Linked DNA regions of Callithrix jacchus: region 1 is linked to region 2. The links are chromatin contacts, called in public Hi-C maps. All regions are on one chromosome and are shown on one strand. The core of a region is the stretch at or near the end of the contact, and the rest is flanking DNA. Distances in the headings are between cores, read along the strand shown. Region 1 overlaps LYRM9 (LYR motif containing 9). Region 2 overlaps LYRM9 (LYR motif containing 9).

The links. A called contact is a pair of places that touch in the nucleus more often than the background predicts.
Region 1: a Hi-C map of induced pluripotent stem cells shows a contact between it and region 2, with 3 times the contacts expected there. The contact joins two enhancer-like sites. A contact is called at or near these places in 3 of 3 Hi-C or Micro-C datasets (induced pluripotent stem cells and skeletal muscle).

Annotation. Positions count from the first base shown.
Region 1 is chr5:105,721,962-105,725,888 of calJac240_pri, forward strand. LYRM9 (LYR motif containing 9) reads left to right here. Exons shown (of 6, transcript XR_013535816.1): 6 at 3,024-3,155. Among named protein-coding and RNA genes, the nearest start is that of NOS2, 12 kb to the right of the region's middle. Within about 2 kb of position 1,675, at least 2 of the 16 cell types and tissues checked have an H3K27ac peak or open chromatin away from gene starts, as enhancers often do.
Region 2 is chr5:105,670,904-105,674,836 of calJac240_pri, forward strand. LYRM9 (LYR motif containing 9) reads left to right here. Exons shown (of 6, transcript XR_013535816.1): 2 at 1,202-1,341; 3 at 3,696-3,738; 4 at 3,840-3,932. Among named protein-coding and RNA genes, the nearest start is that of LYRM9, 13 kb to the left of the region's middle. Within about 2 kb of position 1,413, at least 3 of the 16 cell types and tissues checked have an H3K27ac peak or open chromatin away from gene starts, as enhancers often do.

The sequences.
Region 1 (3,927 bases), core at 425-2,924, 51 kb after region 2:
CACAAAACTCAACAGTCAGAAAACAACACATTTAAAGACTGGGGCCAGGCATGGTAGAATCCCAGCACTTTGGGAGGCTGAGGCAGGTGGATCACTTGAGGTCAAGAGTTTGAGAACAGTCTGGCTAACATGGCGAAACCATGTCTCTACTAAAACTACAAAAATTAGTCCCTAACAGTGGCAGGCACCTGTAATCCCAGCTACTTGGGAGGCTGAGGCAGGAGAATCGCTTGAATCTGGGAGGCAGAGGTTGCAGTGAGCCAAGATTGCAACTGCACTCTAGCCTGGGCAACAGAGGAGACCTTATCTAAATAAAACAAGAAGAAGAAGAAGAAGAAAGAAGAAGAAGAAGAAGAAGAAGAAGAAGAAGAAGAAGAAGAAGAAGAAGAAGAAGAAGAAGAAGAGGAAAAGAATAGAAAAAAGAAACAAATTTAGAGATTGAGCAAAGGTTTGAATGGACACTTCACCAAGGAAGATACACAAGGATGTAAAAAGATGCTCAGGCCAGGTGTGATGGCTCACACTTGTAATCCCAGCACTTTGGGAGGCTGTGGTAGGCAGATCTCTTGAGCCCAGGAGTTTGAGATCATCCTGGGCAACAAATCTAGACCCCATCTCTACCAAAAAAAAGAAAGTTAGCTAGGTGTGGTGGCATGCACCTGTAGTTCTAGCTACTCAGGAGGCTAAGGCAGGAGGATCAGTTGAGCCCAAGAGGTCGAGGCTGCAGAGAGCTGTGACCACACCACTGTCTCCAGCCTGGGCAACAGAGTGAGACCCTGTCTTAAAACAAAACAAAAAAAACCACCAAACCGTGTTTAGGTGCTACTTGTCCTAGGAATCCTCCTTCATCCTCTTGACACTCTGAGTTACATGGGGATAAGTATATTCAGACGGACAGGGGACCTGAGGATCTCCCTGAAGGAGTCCCTGAGTTAGGTGGTAATTGCCATGTAACCTCATGCAAGTGATTCAACCTCTCTCACCTCATGGGGAGAAAACCCAGGAATCTCCACGTTCTAGGTGGACTGATGGGTTCACCAAGAGATCATAAAAGCAGTGGTTTGATAAAGTCATTATAGGGTTATAAAAGGTTGATAGCCTTTCCAACGAAATTCGGCAAAGTTATCAGCTTTCTCAGAACCCCAGCCAGTGCCGTATCAGGGTGCTTTCCAGGGTCGTCCCTTATCATCGTCCATACGCCTCTCCTTCCTCAATCCCTGCATACTGCTTGCTCTCAGTGTGCCATAAAACAGCAGACTTCCTCAATTAACCAATAGTGTCTGTGCCAGGCTCTGTCACCAAGCTGCAAAAATGAAAGTCCCTCACATGGTTTCCTCCAGAGAACAAGAGGTTATGGTAAAATACTTTGGGCAATAAGGAAGCTGGACCACTTGGCAGGAATCGTGCAGCCTGGGGAGAGTTTGGGACCCTGAAGGCAGTTCTTTAGGGCTTGGGTTCTCTCCACCCTGCCAGGCTGTGGCGTCCTGGTCCGGAGCTAAACCCCTCGGTCCCTGCTCCTCCTGCAGCAACCTGCCCTGCGCACCCCCCTGCAGGCTGCTTCTGCGTGCCATTCTGCTCCATCTGTTATCTCTCTGGGGGTGCTTTTGGATATCAGCCCTCCTACCAACTGCTCCTCCTCTGTCTCCAGTTCAAACCCGCAGAGTCTGAGGGTCCACTGGGCTACCTCTGAGGCTGCTGGCTGCCCCTGGTGACGTGCCCACCCTTGTCCAGGCAACTGGAGGGGGTCACATGATACACAGCAGGGAGACAGGCCCAGGAAACCCCTCAGAAGTAGCCCAGGCCAGGGCAGATGGGCTGAAGAGGAGTTCTGGATAGCAGTTACGTACTCAAGACAAGATAAATGATGTGGAATTAAAGACACAACCAGGACCTGGGGCAAAGTTGCAGTCACAGAGCTGCTGTTTTTCTCACATTTTCTCCACCTCTCTCAACCCACTGCAGGCTTTAGTTTTCACTTCGGGCAAGACTGAGAGCAGGTATTTCCCACATTCCCTTTTTCATCCACGTGCATGACATCGTTTGGCAAGATAAACAGCAGCCCTGTGACATATGTCGCCATTGTCCCCTGAAGAAGCTGAGTCACACAAAGAGCCAAGAATCTTCCCAAAGTGGGCCTGGCTCATGGTGCTGCTGGCCTCTCATAAGAGGGTAGTGACAACTTCCGCTGAGCACTCCATAAACTAAGCACTCAACACTCATTGCCGCCTGGAGCCTCAGGTGGGCACCGCTGCTGCCACTCCCACGTCCAGCAATTTATTTTAATCCCCTCTTCTTTCATCCGGACCTTTCAACTGCCCCAAGTAACAAACTATTTACATTGAAATTACCCAACAGACAGCTAATCTTATACTGGTGTAGAACAGAGGCAGTAAATACGGGTCATTGGTCATCTGCCCAGGGCAGATGTGGGTGGCTACTTTTTCCCACTGAGCCTTAAAAACACAGAACTTTAACATCCCTCTTGCTGCGAGGCTCTGAGCGGCCATTCCTTGTCTATGAAGGTTGGCATAATGGATACAATTCATTTGCCTTGGAATCTGGTTCACCCTTCTGTGGGGTTTGTGTGGGGACCTGCAGTTGATTTCAGATCAGCACTAGTTAGATGCTGCCTTCTCCCCTGCCCATCCAAAGGCCTAATTAGGAGGCTCAGGTCTTCCTGACAGTAAGGTGGTGCTTGAGGATGCAAATGGCTAGGAGGAGATCCCCTTCTGACACCTGTGACAATCCTCCTGGGGTTGCTCTGTGACTCCCACACACTTAATGACCTGCTGCAGCTTCCTGCCATATATAAATCTCTTGCCTGGTTTCCCTGAACTCCACCCTTTCCAGTATCTCATTTCTCAAGCTCTTTTCCAGTAGATAATTAGTGGAGGGGCATTTATGTACACATTGGATGAGAAACAGACTGGAAAAAGGAAACTCCCATTTATTGCAGACCTGCAATGTACCACACCCTATGCAGAAACTTGTATACCTTTTCTCTTTCTCCTTCCATTTCACAGATGAAACTGAAACTGATGAGTAATAGAGCTTGTGCCATCCAGAATGCCCCCCTCCAGGGCCTTCCATGGGCTTAGAGGAATCCCGATCACCTGTGTGCTTAAGAGCCACCGAGAACAAAGGCATGGTAAAGGGTAGGCTGCAGTTGCTATGTCTCTACTTGATGCAGGTCCCCAGGAGAGCAGGCTCTCCCACCAAAATCAGAGCTCAGAGCTCAGGGTCAGACATCTACCCCCATATGTCCATCCATCCACCCATCCACACATCCACCCATCCACACATCCATCCATCCATCCATCCATCCATCCATCCATCCATCCATCCATCCACCCACTGACCCATCCATCCATCCATCCATCCACCCATCCATCCATCTACCCATCCATCCACCCATCCATCCATCTACCCATCCATCCACCCATTGATCCATCCATCCATCCATCCATCCATCCATCCATCCAACCATCCATCAACCCATCCATCTATCCATCCATCCATCCATCCATCCATCCACCCATCCATTCAACCATCCATCCATCCATCCACCCACCCACCCATCCATCCATTCATCCATCCATCCATCCATCCATCCATCCATCCATCCATCCATCAGCTTGCCACTCACTCATTTGTTGATGGTCCATTGACGACTTCACATCCACAAGAAGCTATATAAAAAAAGAAAGCCCATTACTGGTGTTGTCAAGGATGTGGACTGATTGGAGCCCTCTCACTATGCTGGCAGTGATGTAAAATGGTGCAGCAGCCACTTTAGAAAATAGTCTGGCAGTTCCTCAAAAAATTGAACATAAAGTTTCCCTGTGACCCAACAATTCTACTCCAAGAGAATTGAAAGTATATGTTCACACAAATGTTTATATTTGAACAGCAATATTCGCAATGACC
Region 2 (3,933 bases), core at 163-2,662:
TACAAAATTATATACTTTATGAAGTTGGCTATATGTCAACTGTACCTCAATACAGCCTTTATTTATTTATTTATTTTTTAGAATAAGACTCTGGGGCCACTCTGTCCGAGTTCAAATCCAAGCTCCACCTTTATCAGCTGTGTGATCTTGGGCAGGTTGCCAGACCTCTCTGTGCCTGGTTTTCTTATGTGTGCATTAATTACATGTAAATAGAGACAAACAAGTGCTCATTGTGATTCTTTTTTTTTTTTGAGATGGAGTCTTGCTGCATTGCCCAGGCTGAAGTGCAGTGTTTCAATCTCAGCTCACTGCCATCTCCACTTCTGGGGTAGAGCGATTCTCCTGCCTCAGCCTCCAGAGTAGTTGGGATTACAGGCGTGCACCACCAAGCCTGGCTAATTTTGTATTTTTAGTAGAGACAGGGTTTCACTGTGTTGGCCAGGCTGGTCTTGAACTCCTGACCTTAAGTGATCTGCCCACCTTACAGGTGTGAGCCACCTCATCCAGCCCATTGTGATTCTGATCATAACTCATAGTAAAATGAAGTCATGTGCCCAGGCTCTGGGTGTACCATGATGACTCTGTCCAGTGTCTTTGTACAGAGCCCCCTAGATTCATGCTTCTCAAACTTTAAAATGTGCATGCAAATCTCCTGGCATCCTTGTTAAAATGCAGGTTGATCTGGTGGGCCTGGGATGGGGCCTGAGACTGCATTTCTGACAAACTCCCGCTGCTGTGGGTTTTGCTGGTTCAGGAGCATACTTTGAGTTTCGAGGCTCAGGCCTGTGGGCATTCTCCCCTCCGTGGCCTGTGCTCTTGCCAGCCATGGCTAATGTCAGAGCTGGTTTCCTAGTGATTGCCCCTCAGGGTCTTCCTGCTTGTCTCCCCTACCCTGCCTGTGAGGGACACCTACTCACACACCACCTGAAGTTGAGTGCCAGAAAGAAGACGCCAGGGATGAGGCTGTATATTTCCCTCCACACTCACTCTTGGTCCTTGCGGGCCTGCTCTGGGCTGGGGCTTCTGCAGGGCTAAACACCCAGCCCAGCCCAAGATGCAGGCTCCATGGGGTGGGACAGGAGGGGCACTGGGCCTCTGTACCAACCATGCCAGCTTCCCAGAGTGCTGGGACCTGGGGGCCAGAGCTGAGTCTAGAACTTGGCTTGGTGCCCTAGAAGAAGTGATGCTCCTTGTTTTCCAGGGACAGAGGGTCTCACAGATGGCCCCGCTGCCAGGGGCAGAACTGGTTCAGAAGCCACTGCAGCTCTACCGATATTTGCTGCGCTGTTGCCGGCAGCTGCCGACCAAGGGCATCCAGCAGCATTACAAGCATGCCATCAGGCAGGTGTGAGCTGGGTCCACCGGGTCTGGGACTGCCTCCGATGGCAGGCTTGGGGGCGTGGGTCAGAGGCCAGGGCATGGGGCTAGTCTCTCCGATGGTGGTGAAGTGGCAGTGTGGTAAGAGCCACAGGAAACCAGTGCTGGGCTGCCCAGCTCCTCTCTGTCCAGGAAACAGAGGGTGCATCACCCAGCACACTAGCTGTTCTAGGGCATGCATGAGGCAGCTAAGCGGGTAGTTAAAATAGACTGTGAAGCACGACATCATCTCAAAGGCATCCCTGCCAACAGTGCACAACTTGAATTTAATCCTGAGAAAACATCAGGTATAATCGAGAGGCCATCCACCACATAATTAATTGACCTGTCCTCATCAAAAATGTCAGTGTCGTGAAACAAAGAAAGGCAGAGTGTTCTGGATTAGAGAACTCAAGAGACATGGTGACTAAATGTAATGTGTGATTCCAGATTGGATCCTAGACCCGAAAAAAAATAGCTGTAAAGAGTATTACGGGCCGGGTGTGCTGGCTCACACCTGTAAATCCTAGCACTTTGGGAGGCCGAGGTGGGTGGTTCACCTGAGGTCAGGAGTTCAAGACCAGCCTGGTCAACATGGTGAAACCCCGTCTCTACTAAAGATACAAAAAATTAGCTGGGCATGGTGGCGCGTGCCTGTAATCCCAGCTACTCAGGAGGCTGAGGCAGGAGAATTGCCTGAACCCAGGAGGCGGAGGTTGCGGTGAGCCGAGATCGCGCCATTGCACTCCCGCCTGGGTAACAGGAGCGCAACTCCGTCTCAAAAAAAAAAAAATAAATAAAATAAAAATAAATTAAAAAAAAAAAAAGAATATTACGGATTATGGGTGTGGTGGCTCACGCCCGTAATCCCAGCACTTTGGGAGGCTGAGGTAGGCAGATTGTTTGAGCTCAGGAGTTCAAGACCAACCTGGGCAACATACTAAGACCTTGTTTCCAAAAAAAATTAACAAATGAGATGGGAGGATTGCTTGAGCCCAGGAGGTCAAGACTGCAGTGAACTGTGATTGTGCCACTGCGTTCTCCCCTAGGTGACAGGTGAGATCCTGTCTCACAAAAAAAAAAAAAAAAAAGGACTATTGCTGGGGCAGTGCATGAAATTGGAATATGGGCTCTAGATCATAGTGTGTCAATATTAAGTCTTCCAAATTTAATTGTTGTGGTCGTGTCAGAGACCGCCCTTGTCATTAGGATATACACACAGGGATGTTTAGGGGCAAGGGCAGTGTGTCTGCACTTACTCTTAAATGCTTCTGAAAAAACGTATACATAGAGAAAGAGAACAATAAAGCGAGTGTAGCAAAATATTAACAATTGGTGATTCTGGTAGGAATTCTTTATATATTACCACAACCTTCTGTAAGTGAGAAATCATTTCCAAATAGAAAGTTAGCTAAAATTCATACAAATATAGTATGGAAAGTAAAAAAAAAAGTGGAGGTAGCAGTAGCCACAGAGGGCTGTGGAAACATGGAGAAGGGAGCAGATAGCTGTCTAGGGAGTCAGGGAGGGCATCCCAGAGGTGGATGCTGAGGGGGCTCCCAAAGAGGAGCAGGAGGATGTGTGGGGTTGGGAGTGACAGGGGAGGAAGGTGCCAGTTTTTTTTTTTTTTTTTTTTTTTTTTTTTTTTGAGACGAGTATAGTGGCGTGATCTGGACTCACTATAGCCTCCACCTCCCAGGTTCAAGCATTTCTCTTGCCACAGCCTCCCGAGTAGCTGGGATTATAGGCATGCACCACCATGCCTGGCTAATTCTGTGTTTTTAGTTTCTCTGATGTTGGTCAGGCTGGTCTGGAACTTGTGACCTCAGGTGGCCCAGCACTTTGGGAGGCCTGCCTTAGTCTCCCAAAGTGCTGGGATGAGCCACCGCACCCAGCGGTGAGCCATTGTACCCAGTGCAAGTTCTTTTTGAATCTTAGGTTGCTTCTCAAGGGTGAATATCTGGTCAAAAGCAAACAGCGGCCCATGCTCTGCATCCAACCTGGTGGATTTCCTGAAGCCACTCTCTCTACTAACTCCCTTCCCTTCCCTGTGTGGCTATCTGGAGAAGCCCTACTTATTCCTCCCTGTTGTGAAGCCCATGCAGAGATCTCACCCTGGGGAAAGCAGCTTCCTCTGAGGAAGAGAGATGGAAGTTCCCTTTGGCCTCCATGGCCTGATAGCCTTTGGGCCCAGCTTGATTTTGGGGTACCTTGGGGGCCAGTTTTTGCACCTCCCCTGGTGGCAGGAATACATGCTTTGCAGTCACACAGACTGGGATTCAAATGCTATTGTTCTGCAGCAAGTGAGGATCTCTGAGCCTGTTTCCTTGTCTCCACAGGGGACAATCATCACCATCTATGGAGGATGAAGAGAGTTGCTGGGTATGAAGTGCCCAGCAGTGTACCTGCCCATGACTGGTGCTCTGAAGCTGCTGGTCCTGGGAATTTCATCTGGTCATCTTTTTTTATGTTTAAACTTGCAGAGTTTTCGAGTTCATTCAGATGAAGACAACCCTGAGAGAATCCAGCAAATTATTAAAAGAGCCATTGAAGATGCTGACTGGATCATGAATAAAG